3 separate regions of the Mus musculus genome follow, and all the other regions are linked to region 2. The links are chromatin contacts, called in public Hi-C maps. All regions are on one chromosome and are shown on one strand. The core of a region is the stretch at or near the end of the contact, and the rest is flanking DNA. Distances in the headings are between cores, read along the strand shown.

The links. Hi-C and Micro-C count contacts between places; a contact is called where the count stands out from the background.
Region 1: a contact with region 2 is called in a Hi-C map of cerebellum, with 2.3 times the contacts expected there. The contact joins the enhancer-like site here to the promoter of Cdh7 in region 2. A contact is called at or near these places in 3 of 39 promoter capture datasets (hippocampal neurons and liver), 1 of 484 Hi-C or Micro-C datasets (cerebellum) and 1 of 115 datasets of contacts at active chromatin or transcription factors (stem cell-derived neural progenitor cells).
Region 3: a contact with region 2 is called in a Hi-C map of cerebellum, with 4 times the contacts expected there. The contact joins the enhancer-like site here to the promoter of Cdh7 in region 2. A contact is called at or near these places in 3 of 39 promoter capture datasets (embryonic stem cells, hippocampal neurons and stem cell-derived epiblast-like cells) and 2 of 484 Hi-C or Micro-C datasets (cerebellar granule neurons and cerebellum).

The regions. Positions count from the first base shown.
Region 1 is chr1:108,574,911-108,579,460 of GRCm38.p6, forward strand. No RefSeq gene overlaps it. Among named protein-coding and RNA genes, the nearest start is that of Gm41929, 600 kb to the left of the region's middle. Within about 2 kb of position 3,066, at least 3 of the 459 cell types and tissues checked have an H3K27ac peak or open chromatin away from gene starts, as enhancers often do. A contact at or near this core is called in cerebellum, where this site is marked.
Region 2 is chr1:109,981,603-109,986,284 of GRCm38.p6, forward strand. Cdh7 (cadherin 7, type 2) reads left to right here and starts at 2,121. Exons shown (of 12, transcript NM_172853.3): 1 at 2,121-2,289.
Region 3 is chr1:108,648,059-108,652,434 of GRCm38.p6, forward strand. No RefSeq gene overlaps it. Among named protein-coding and RNA genes, the nearest start is that of Gm41929, 680 kb to the left of the region's middle. Within about 2 kb of position 1,818, at least 6 of the 459 cell types and tissues checked have an H3K27ac peak or open chromatin away from gene starts, as enhancers often do. A contact at or near this core is called in cerebellar granule neurons and cerebellum, where this site is marked.

The DNA of each region.
Region 1 (4,550 bases), core at 1,816-4,315, 1.4 Mb before region 2:
CTGGCGACTCACATGGTAGAAGGAAAGAACCAATTCTAACAATTTTTCCTATCACTGCATATGCATGCTATGGCACATAAATGCCCATAGAAATGTTCATGCAAACATACAACTATCTCCGTATGCAAAAAAAAAAAAAACTAGAAAAATCAATTTAAAATTCATATTGGCAAATTTTAAATAGACTTCTAAATATAGCACTTAATCTACTAATGCCGTAAGAGTTAACAGTGAATCCAAATACCCATTTCCGATCTTTTTTTATCCATGTTTATTGTACTATTTCAATCATGCTATTGCCCACTTGTATAGTTTCATAAAATCCGGCTTTATAAAATAATTTACATCTAGGTAAAAGTGCTAACACATTTTAAGGATAGTTTATATCTAGATCTCACCATTTTAATTCTTATCCTGACATTCAAAAATAGCATATGTTTAAAGGTTGTCCTCACCTAACGTGGTTTATTATCTGGCATTGTCCAGATAGCTTGCCACCGATTTTGCTTATTTTAGAATATTTTTGTGGTACTATCGTATTAGTTGAATCTGTATGGGAAAATTAATATTCTGAGTACTAAGTCCCAACAAGAAAGTTCTAATTGATGTGAGAACAACTGCTAAGTACCTAATGTGTTCCATTGCTTCTTACCAGTGTTCCGATGGTAAAGGAACTAAGTAGTCCTTAGTACTACTGACTCCATGGTGTAAGCATATAGGCAACACCACCTGCCAAAATTAAAACAAAGACCTTATCATTAAAATTCATCTATTTCTGAGAAAGTCTCAAAATATACTAACCTTATTTTTTAGCTTCTGTAGTTCTTCTTCTAGTTAGCTGCTCTAGTTAACTGAAGTATGTCAACTTAGGAGATAATCCTTATGCTTAAAAGCTTACTCAGTGGTACACTGGATCACAAATACCAGGTGTAGTTGCCAGCTGGATAATAAATACTTTGAATTGACTAGCCCATGTCTGAGCAGCCTTCTTTGCTGAATACCTTATATCATCACACATTTGGCATCATTTGTATTCATGACTCCTTTAAAGATGATGTGATATGTAGACAGGTAAACTAATTTGCTTTGAGTTGTCAATATGAGTGATAAAGCCTCCAAACTCTCATGTGTTCAACATAACAGATCCATTTGTCTTTTTGTTTTGGTATATTCAATTCACTTGAACTCATTTCATGCTGATAATAGCACAAGAGAGGAAGGATTTTACTACTTTTAATTTTTATATTTTTATGATAAAATGCTTGTCCTATTTCTGCCAACTCCATAATAGCTGAAATAATTATGAAATTAGAAATGAACTTTACACAATTTTAAAAACCAAACAAATAAACACTAAACCAAAAATAAGTAGATATTACAATCAATATGCATAAGTTAGAATGTAGAAAACAAGATGCACATGAGTATAATGCAAAGCAGAAAGACTCAGTCACCCTAAAAGCATATTTTAATGTATTTCCCAATATGTGCCCTTGCAGAAGAACCTGAAAATGTGTGGCTGTATGTTACATATGTTGCATTCATGGAATCACTTGTTTTCTGAGAGGGAGCAGCAAATCTGGATAATTTATGCCAAATTACATTAACTATGCCAATCTTCTATGTAGATTGGCCTGGATAATGTAATTAGTTCTGAGTGTTAAGGTCAGATACTGAGTAAAGAAATATCTCAGTATGTCTTACAAAATAGTGAAAAAAAAATCAAGGTGCTTTTAAAAATAAATATGTAGTACTTCAAGGTAGTATCATAACAAGTCAAAGAGACTCTATCATTGTCACAAGATACTGAATTTAAAACACTTTAATAAATATATCACAATTGGTGTCAGACAGTCTCAGAAGGAACTTCTTTTCATATTTTAGGCTCCTGTGCCATTTTAAAAGTGATTGTAAAATTTTAGTTGTTGATGACAGTTATTTCTCACCTTCCTGAAATTAGTCTTTAAAATGACTTTGTGCTTTAATGCAGACAGACAAATCTTTCATTCTCGTGATCATTTCCAAAGCCTCGGAAACAGTGCCATCAATCATATGCGGTACTGATGGATGTGTCAGGCAATGCGTACAGCTCTAACTGTTTCAAGGCCACTGACTTAGAATCTGAAATCTTACTCAATTCCTTTAAAGCCTCTGGCTTTGAGACAAATGAAGGGTGAGCCAACTTCTGCTTTTGTACTCACAGCATATGAAACAGCAAAGCCAACGCGAAAGACAGTGAAATTTGGAATGCAAAATATCTTATTTTAATGTTCTCAGATTGCAAACAATAATAAGTAAAAATCCCATCTAATGACAGAACTTTACTCTGAATCACTTAATTACTAATTATTCACTGAAAATTTCAAAATAAAACATTTCTGAAAATGACATGGTGTTTGATTTAAGTAGATTTTTTTTTTACAATGAATTCTTGGTTATATTTGGGGATAATGGCAGGGGAAAAACTCAGTATTTTATCTTATTATAGATATTTTTCTTGGAAAGAAATAAAGGCCTAATGAAGGAATTCAAAATGGTCAAACAAAATGTAAAAATTAAAGCTTATGCTAAAATAAGTATTTTGAAGTCCAAGATTTCCAATAATCTCATATTTTTAACTCACATATTAATTTGTTTCATAAGTATAGCATTAAATTATTTCATATTAATGTTTTCTAAGATTTAATCACATTTTACAACAAACATAATTCATCTGATTTGCTCTAGTATAGTTGAACTCATTTTTCCACATATTATTAAAGAAGTTTTTTTTTCTTGCTTAGTGTCAGACACACCAAAACTTACATTTCCATTTCGAAAAACGAAGAAAAAATATTTAATTTTGAGCCTATATTGTTCAGAGATGCAAATCTGTGTCATAAGTGTGACTGATAAGAAAAGAGTAGTTCTTAAACATGGTACACCATCGCTGTTATTTTACGTCCAAGTGGATCAGTCTGAAATTTTCCATGTTGCTTAGAGAACTAGCAGGGAGTTGGCAGTGCTTATGAGGAAGGGGTGAATAACTTACTGCTGGGGAGATAGAAGTGTCCCTTACTGTGAGATGTCTGTCTCTGAGGCCCTGCTCATTAATGCAGTAATGAGCTGTTGAAACAGCAAAGCACCACAGAGCACAGCTTCAGCACAGGAAACTAATTGGCTATGGTATTTTTGTGCTCTTCTGCTGTCATCCAGACAACCATCCCGTCACATGAATGGACATTGGGATTCTATTACTGATGAGGCCCAGAGCTGTCTTCACAGGCCTGGCTTTCTTACAATTTTGAAACTTCAAATTAAATATTTTCTTTTTTATTTTCAGATATTTAGTCAAAAAGTCCTCACGACATTTATTTTATGTTTTCCAGGGAAGGAAAGGAGTTTCTTCATGAGTCTCACTTTAGGAAATCAGTTTACATAGAGGCCGTAAGTCTTGTGGTAACCCAGTCTATTTCAGTTACTGGCTTACAGAATAACCCAGTTACTGTGTTTAACTCTGCTACCCAAGTTCCTACTTCCGAAGCACAACACTGATGAGCTATCATTAAATGAGGGTTATCTATCAATATTTCAAAGAAAATAAATCAATAACTGTTTTGTATTATTTATGGATTTAGAAGTTATCTTAAGGCATATGCCATTGTGATTATGGCTCGTAAAGACTGTGCATCATACTGAGACATGCATAGTTAACAAGTGGGAGGGGCTTTGGCTTGCTTCAGTAGGCAAGAGTCCTACCGAGTTATGTTCCAATAATAATGTCTTCCCCAAATGTTGGACATTTAGCAGCCAATGTGCTAGAGGCTAACTCCTTATAGGCAACTAATCTATATTTCGTTTTTCAGTGTCTCTGCCTTTTATACCACAAACTCTCTGCTGACATTACTCCTTATATTTAAACATCAGATAATTACCACAATCCACTAAAGCATTCTTTCTCCTCTATCATACATATAGATATCCTCTCTTTCAATGACATTTTATCCAGATTAGCATCTAAGCTTGTTTTATAAGTATTTACAAACACATTATTTGAAAACCATTATGTTATGTTCTGCTAACAAGTTGCATGGAATATAAGCATTGTTTGAGTGCTATATACCTTTAATGCTTTAGATGTAGAAATGAAACTAACCAATTATGCTCTAATTTTCTGGTTTAAAACTTGGAACTATTTAATATTCATCCTGATATAATGAACTAATGTAGCTCATGCTACCACCCAGAATGACTCACTACCAAATGTTTTGATCTTCCACTTTACCCGGATAACACAGTGTTTCATTGGTTTTCAATTCCCGTCAATTTTGTCTCTACTGAAAACCTAGGGAGATCATTGTGCTGTGCGATGGAATATTAAATTCAGATGAAATGATTAAATAACAACATATTACGTGTCACTGTTCAGCACTGGTATGCCTTAATATTAACACATTTTAGCATGTTTCTTCCATTACATTGCAATAGACTGGCATAATTTATTTTCCTTGTTAATCATGCTATTTACTGATTTGATTGATGCTGAGTTATATTGAGAATTAGAATAGAAA
Region 2 (4,682 bases), core at 871-3,370:
AGTCTGAGGGTGAGTCTGTTCTCTGATTGTGGAGTGCGTTGAGTGGGCAAAAGGAGGGCGTGAAAAATGAAAAGCAAAGAAATGCACACTGATCTGTTCACCTCTCATCTCCCTGACTAAACACCAAGTCACCAGGTTAAATCAAGCACCCCACAGAGGCAAAACAAAACAAAACAAAACAAAAAACAAAACAAAACAAAACAAAACCGAGTTACATACAGATGGCTGCGTGCATTGTGAATAAAAACCCAGCTACTCTCTCTTTCCCCTCTTGCTGACCTCCAGAAGCTCCTAGATTCCACCATGCCTGGAAATCACACCCGTCAGAAGTTTTGCATTAAAGAGTACAGCAAGGGAGTACATATGCTGCAAGTAAAGAAAGAAAAAAGTAGGGCAGTCCGAGGAGAATGAAAGGGCAAAACTATCAAGCAATAAAATTGTAAGTTCTGGTTAGTTTTATGACTTCCATGGTGCCTCAAGAGCTTAATTGGTAAAGGTTTCTTAGACAGGCTGACGGGAGAGGGGAAGGCTTGAAAATAATTTCTTAAAACTCCCCTACTTTCTTGCTTTAAGATGCAAATACTTTGGTGGTGGGAGGGATGAGGGGGAGGCTTGAGGCCCTCCCACTTTCAACCTTCTTTATTTCTCTGCAAAGGAATCCATCTGCACTGATCAGTCATCCAGGAGCTGGAGGAGGATGCGCGCGCGCGCATGTGTGTGTGCATATGTGTGTGTGTGTGTGTGTGTGTGTGTGTGTGTGTGTGTGTGTGTGTGTGTGTGTGAGTGTATGTGTGTGTGTGTGTGTCTGTGTGTGTCTGTGTGTGTGTGTACGCGCGCGCGCGCATGCCGACTAAGCGTCTCTCTCTTGGCAATCTTAGCCAACAGCGCTTTCTGTTTCTCCAGGAGGTCCTGAAGTCTCTGTAGCCTCTCAGACAAGGTGCCAGTGGTAACCCGCGGCGATCTGCATCTCCCTCTAATGCGCACTCCCAAGTCGGCCCCTGCGCGCCCTCTCGCAGTCACCCGCGCTCGCCCTCCCGCCCTCTCCGGGGACGCGCGCTCTGGTTGGCTCCGGACTTGGTACCCTAGACTGTTGTGCAGAGGATTAGCGTGTGTGGGGGATGGGGGTGGAGGGTGGGGGTGGGAAGGGAAGAATAATGATGGCCCTTTTCGTCCCTATCAAGAGCGGGACCCTAGCATTCAATGACCCCCAGGGTCCTTGTGCCCTGCGGAGTGCGTTGTGATTGGAAGACGAGTAGGCTGCTGCGGGGCTGAGCAGGTGCCGGTCCGCTGCTTCTGTGTCTGCCCGGCGCTCATAGCTGGGAGCACAGCGTCCCTGAGCGCCCGTGGATCCCCCACCCCTTCCACCCCCTTGCCAAGTGCGCATTCTTTTAAATGCAAACGCCATGGTTTCAGGTGCCTGATGCTGCTGGCAGGGTAGAGAGGCCCCAGGTGAGTGTATGTGTGCCTCCTTTGGGGCTGGGGAGGTCGCCCTCGCAGAAGCGCGCCCTCGCTGCGCACCGCGGGGAGCCGGACAGATAAGTGAGCAAAGAGCGGGAGTAGGGGGGGAGGGTATCCGTGCGGAGTTTCCCGTGGCGTTCCCAAGTTACTGCGTGTTGTGTTGAGACGTGCTTCTGCCTGGCAGGACAGGCTTGAGGACTGAGTTCTCCCGAGATCCTCCAGGAAAGCAGTGTTGACAGACACCAGGTGCAACGCGAGGGAAGTAGTCAGGGTGAGAGTGAATCCCAATCCCAGCCCACTTCAAATGCAGAGGTAAACACTCGCCATCTCCACCGCTGTCCTCTAAGAGGTACCCAGCGGATCTTTCCGTGGACCTTGAACTGATGCTGGCACAACTCGGAGCAAATTGTGCCACCGCTTTCTGCAGAGGTCTGAGGCTGGAAGGAGGTGTGTGCCTTGTGTAAGCAGGAGCAGGATTCCTTTGAACCATCTGCCCTAGACCTCTTTGGCCTTATGTGAATGTGGAACTCAAGTATGGTTGCTCTTTTTTTCCCCCCTAGTAATTAGTATTCCGTTGGTCAGGTGCATCTTCAGGGTTTGCTTCCACTTCGCCTCTTTGTACCTTTGGTGTGAGCTGGGAAAAGGGCACCCTGCTTCTCTGGAATTCATTCTGGACTTGGACATCTTCGTGGGTTCACTTGGCACAAGGCTAGTTGCTGGTATTCAGCCTTCCAGCCTCCCAGCGTGGATTGATACAAAAGGACCTTAGCTTTGAATGGCTTCACGGTTTAGATCATTAACCCTTCGGATTTCTTAGATGTCATAGTTCAGGTAAGTAAAGATTACCAAAATAAATTAACCCTGAACTGGGGAAATCATAAGCTGTTAGGGAAAAAAAAAATCACAGATTTAGAATCTCTAGACTGTGAAAAATTTGCATAGTAATTCATTAATATTTGTAAAACACCTTTTACTTTGCAAGAGATATATTTAGGTCATGTATTAAATTCAATATTTATAAAAATAAGACTTACCCTCCACAATATCAGTGCCCAGCAGGTGTTTTGTTTTGTTTTTTACAGAGGTGGATTGACAGAACTTTAATCTCTCTTTACAGATAGGAAAATTTATTGTCATCGTATTGAAATTGCAAATTGACAGTATTTGCTGTTAAAGGTAGATTGCTAGTGCAAAAACCAAAAATGTATTTTTAGAGTTCTGTTGTAGTAGGAACCATTATTAAAAGGAAGTTTGTGTAGATGCACGGTCAGCAAAATCTAAGTAGTTTTGAGTCTTTATAAAGAGTTGTTAAGGGGAAGGAAGAACTAAGAGTAATTCCAACTGCACCTTCCAGAAACCCACTCAAACAGCTCGTTTTCTAAAGAACTGGTCAGACGTCATGTTGAGCCAAATGCTTGCTATTCTATGTGAAAGAGAAATGCATTCAAATGACTTTCTTTATTTTTACGGGCTATTTTGAAAAGCATGGAGTAACTGCAAAAGTATAGGTTGCTGGCCAGCAACTTCATGGTAATCTTCCTTGTGTACTCCTGTTTAATTGTCAGTGGCTAAGTGGAAGCTGTGAGGCAGCATCCAGTTTTAATAGTTTTATCTGAGTAAGCTTGCTGAAATTTTGTGTGTGGAAAGAGAAATAAAGCAAGAGGCACAGCCTATCACCCTCCTAGAAGCTATTCTAGTTTGTAGTGTTACTAAAAGGGCATTGTGCACTCTCAGTGTGAAGTATTACTGTAATTAAAGACTGCGATAGGTCATTAGAATTGCATTAACTATCAGTTGACAGATGCACACCTCTTCCTAAGTCTACTTTTATTGATTTAGTGTCAGAGAGTTGTTCTCTTTCTTATGAAAGGCTACTACAAGGCATCTATATTAGTGAAACGTACCCTTGAATTGACTCTCGGTTTTTAGCATCCAATAGGGAGAGAGGGTGGAGAACATATTTGTTGGCTACTGCTCAGCCTTCTTTGGTCTGAAAAATAAAACCACTGTCTCTTTTCAGGCATCATTTTCTTGCCAGCATTGCTATTATTCAGTATTTTGGTTTCTAAGTGGTATCAGGGGTCTAAACTTCTCAGACTGTATATAGATATCAAAAAAAAAAAAAAAAAAAAAAAAAAAGAAAAGAAAAAGAGAATGAATACATCTATGTGTCAAGTTAAATACTTTTCCAAATCTTTCAGAAAGGTGCTATATACTAAATCCTTAACTTGTTTTCTTTTGTACATATTATTGTTGAGTGATTCCAACCGTCCTGAATTTTATAAGGATTTATATTTATTGCTTCAACAGCTTGCAGTGCATCACAGTGTTCTTTCTTGGAAGGAAAAAGAAATAGAAAATGTTTTTTACTTCATTAGAAGGCTTCAAACCCATATCTTAAATTGAGAATTTTAGAAACTTCCAGACTAGCCTGCATGCACGAGTTAATTCCAAAGGGACAGAAATGCAAGTGTTTGTGCAGTGAATAAGAGAGTCTGACTTTCCTTGCTCTGGTGGCAAAGGGGAGCTGAGGGCAAACCATGTGACAGAGTCCTGTGTGACCATCTCCCTAGCCTCTAACAAGCAGAGGAGATCTAACTCTGACCAACAGTACAACAGTGCCTCCTCTGGGAATTTGCTGGTTCTGCAGAGAAGCCCCCTTGATCACTGCCCCCTCCCCCACCTTGTCTTGCAAGACTCCTCACTGACAGAATGTCCAGGGCCATTTAATATGCAGATGTCTATCCATACATTCAGTTCTTATTACAGAAAAGATTTTTCATTCTTGAAAATTTTATTTCAAGTTATTTTGTAAAGTATTTATTGGAACATAAAGCCTTTCACGGAAGTCGTGTAAATCACACCTGACAGAAAGGTGTAATACAAGGGCAAATTAAAAACTAAAACTAGAAAAACAAGATTTTCTATAATAATAAAATGTAAAGAGGTAGCCCTAGAAGTACAATACATCCATTTAGTTATTACATAAATAATTCAGGAGGGCTGTGGTTTGTTACTTTGTTTACTTTTTAATTTGTACAGGCTTCAATATAAACCATGTGCTTTTCCCCTTTTTTATTTCTTTCTCCCAAGAGAGAAGTTGTTTCTATTTCAGTGCAATTATCTATATAATCCACTTAGGGAAAATTTTTCCTCATGGTTGATAGCCAGATGCACACTAAAGGCTATGTGATTAATTTCTAGGGCCCCTGACTCTATACTGA
Region 3 (4,376 bases), core at 568-3,067, 1.3 Mb before region 2:
AGGTACCATGAGGTTCTAATAAGAAGTTGTATTCTTTTGTTTTAGGTTGAAATGTTCTGTTGTTATCTGTTAATTCCATTTGATTCATAGCATATATTAGTTTCACTGTGGATATTTAGTTTCTGTTTCAATGACCTGTCCATTGGTGAGAGTGGGCTGTTGAAATCTCCCACTATTACTCTGTGTTTTGAGATTTAGTAAAGTTTCACAGCTGGGTGTGGTGGCACACGCCTTTAATCCCAGAACTCCAGAGGCAGAGGCAGGCAGATTTCTGAGTTTGAGGCCAGCCTGGTCTACAAAGTGAGTTCCAGGACAGCTAGGGCTACACAGAGAAACCTGTCTTGAAAAACCAAAACCAAAAAAAAAAGTAAAGTTTCATTTATGAATGTGGGTCCCCTTAGATTTGTGGCATAGATGTTCAGAATTGCCACATTCTCTTGGTTAATTTTCCCTTTGATAAATAATAAATGTCCTTTTTCAACATGTTTGATAACTTTTGCCAGGATGGCAACTTCAGCTTGTTTACTGGGACCATTTGCTTATAAGACCTTTTACTATGATTTTCCCCTAAGATAGTGTCTGTGTTTGTTATTGTTTTCTGTTCTTGTATGGAACAAAATGCTGGATTCTCTTTGCTCGTCCAGTCTGTTAGCTTATGGTTGTATGTAGTTCATTAATATTGAGAGATATTAAAGACTGATAACGCTTGGTTCCTGATATGTTTTTTCTTTTCTTTTCTTTTCTTTTCTTTTCTTTTCTTTTCTTTTCTTTCCTTTTTTTTTTTTTTTTTTTAGTGGAGCTACCTTCCTTATGTTGGAGTTTTTCTTCTAGGGTCCTTTGTAGGACTGGGCTAGTATATTACAGATATAAGTATCACCAAGAAAATGCTATCAAGTGTATTCTCTTGGTGATACTTACATCTGTAATTCCTGACCTCTTTTCTAGATTTTCCATTTCCATGTTTGCCTCCATTTGTGTTTTCTTTATTGTTTCTACTCCCACTTTTAGGTTTTGGACTGCTGTATTCAATTCCTTCTTCTTGATTGCGTTATCTGGTATTTCCTTTAGTGAGTTATTTATATATTCCTTAAAGGACTCTATTACCTTTGTGTGATAGAATTTTTGGTCACCTTCCTTATTTCTATATGTGTTGTTGTATTCAGGTCTTGCTGTTCTGGGTGAACTGTATTCTGATAATGCCCACATACATTGGCTTCTGATGCTCATAGTTTTGTGCTTACTTCTCACCATCTGGTTGTCCCTTGGTTTGCTGGTCTGGGTGACTCTGGAGTCTGCCTCTTTCATCCCTTGGTTGCTTCAGGTCTCTTAGTAGGCCTGCTTCCCTGGCTGTGGCAGACCACCTGTGGACCCATCAAACTAGGGCCTCTTCAGAGGGATAGAGAAGCTGCTGATCTGTTGCCCTGCATGCAGTAGTTCTCCTGGGAGACCTTCAGACTGTTGAGTGTCCATGTCCTGTGTGAAGATACTCGCCAGAAGTGTCTACTGACTGTTGTTTCTGTTCCCCTGTGTGCAGCAGAATTCCGGGGAGGCTTTCAATCTGTTGGGTCAGTTTCTGTGCATGTCACAGAGCCCCAGGAGGTCTTCAGACTGTTGTGTCTGTTGCCCAGTTGCACTGTGTACAGAGGAGCTCCTGGCATGCCTTCAAGCTGTGGTGTCTCAGACGAGCAGACAAACTGACCTTAAGTTGCTTGGTTGCCTTATGTGTGGCAGATCTCCTGGGATGCCTCAGACTGTGGTGTCAGATACCCAACCGCTCTGACTGCAGCAGATCTTCTGTGGTGCCTCAGGATATGGTGTCTCCATGGGAGCAGATTATCTAGCAGGCTGCCCCAGCAGAAAGGACCGGGTGGAAGGGATATGTGCTCCCTTTGAACGAACAGCATGCCTCTAAATGTTTAATTTGCAAAGCTGTCACTTTGCTGTTTGAAAAGCTAAAGGTTTCATTCATTTTTATGTAAAGCAATATTGTAATAAGAAAAATAAAATGAAGGTCCATGATACACTTTCGACAGACTGGAAACAACAGGCTTCATTTATAGCTAATGGGTGAGTAGACAGAAAAATGAGCAAAGAAAGGGTGCATGCAACTGTAACAGAAAGAAACACAGATGGAAGAGACAGGTGGCAGGACACAGCAGGATCTGATGATGAATGGAATACTGATGTTGGAAAAATATGAGCAGACTCAATAAAAGTCAGATATATTTCAGCACAGGCTACTAAATTCTAGAAGTCAGAATAAGGAGCTCATCTGGGGCATGTATGGTTGATATAGGAATGTACCCAGTACAAGGAAACTATATAGGACCTCTGAATAAAAAAAAATTGGTATCAGCTTTCTGAAACTGGAACCACTGTTCCTATTAGATTTTTATGGAACCAGAATAAAAAAAATCAGTTTTTTAATTCAGTTAGGATTTAAGATGTTGTCTTTATGGACAACTTTATATGTGACCATGTATTTTCTAAGGAGTACTGTATTTCAAAGAATAAAACAACTGGTAAGATTATAAGAAAGTACAGCTGTGAGAAACCAAATTGGTAGTAAACTTTGATGTTTTAGCAATATTGTAATTAAGGCTTTTATAACCTGAACACATCAATATAAAAATGTTTCAAAACCACAATACACACACACACACACACACACACACACACACACACACACACACACACAAAACCAAACCTAATATCTTTCACATCCTCAGAAACAGAAGCACAGCAAATGCTGAACTCTTGTTTTTTATGCTTTAATATATTTCTGTCAGATTTTTTCATCCAGTATATTTTGATCATGTTGTCTCCTTTTCCAAGTCTATCAATTTCTATCCTAATTCGTACCCAACCAAAATTATGCTCTTTCTATAGGTTTAACCATTTTAAATAGTATACTTTTATACAGTTTATAAACAAAAAATTTTCATAACTTTAATTTTATAAATCTGCTTCATAAATTGACCTTACTTCAAATAATTTGTATTCTGATGATCAAACAGAACTACACGTGTAGAGACAGCTCTAGGGTCTTCAAGCAAGTATTCAATGGACAATATAACAATGATGATTTAGACACACATTTTCATGCTTGAATATTCTACTTTGTAAGGAAAAAATTACTTTTTTTCATAGAGATTTTAATTTTATACAGTGGCAAAATATAGATCTTTTACTTTTTAATGAAACATTTTTATTGCTTATGATTATAATATAAATAAATTACTTTCTTCCCTTTTCCCTATATAACTTTCTTCCATGAATTACTGATGCTCTCTTTCAAATTCATGTTGTAGTATTCTTTAATTGTCAATATGTTTTTCAAATATATAAATAAAACTCGTTAATTCTGTATAGAATCATGTGTGTTTGTGTGTGTGTGCGCGCACACACACAGGTGTGTGTACAAGCTCAGGATTAAGTATCTCTTATTAGATAACTACTGGGGTGTTCTTTTCCAAAAATGATCATTTTTATTCTTAGAATCCCACAGTTTTCCATAATTCTTTTTCTGAGGTTGAGACTCTACAAGCTTTCTATCCTATATGTTACAACACTCATTCCTATTCTCTGTGTTCAGGTCTTGTTTTGCCATTCATCCTGACGTCCTTTATGCTTTAGCCTTTGTGTTACTTTTTAGGAGACACTATTATACAATGTGGTTCCTCTTCTCTTGGCCACTTTAATCTTTCTGATCCTTCTTTTGCAACAACATTGAGGTTTAGGTGCAGGGGTTGTTTTCTAGCTGTACATATTAGAACTGAGCCCTACAACTCTGCAGTCTGATTATTTGTGAGTCTGCAAAAATGTTTTTGTTGTTGTTGCAAAGAGAAATTTCCTAGATGAGGAGTGAGTGCTACATTTATCTGTTATTATAAGGTCTATATTTAGAATTAAATTCAGAATCATTCTCGTTTCAAACGTTTGTATTAGACACTGCTCTATTGTTTTAAAGAGACACTATGACCCAGACACACAGTATGAAAGAAACATCTATTTTGTGGTCTGCTTACATTTTCAGAGCCTTAGTCCGTTATCATCATAGCAGAGAGTGTGCTGGAGAAGTAATTGAGACATAGATACTGATCCATAAGCAATAGTCAATGAGAAAGTTTGGGTCTGGCATGAGCAATAGAAAACTCAAATCCTGCTCTCAGTGACATACTTCCTCTAACAATGTCACACATCTTAATCATTCTAATTCTTTCAAAGAATTCCAGTGCTTTTTAGCTAAGTATTCAAATATAATGAGGGGGCATTCTTATTTAAATCAAGACAGTGGTTATGGAGGTTGCCATCTAAGACCCAATTTGGACAGTTTTCTAGCACCAGGCATTGTTTTCCTGTTGTTGAGTAGGCCT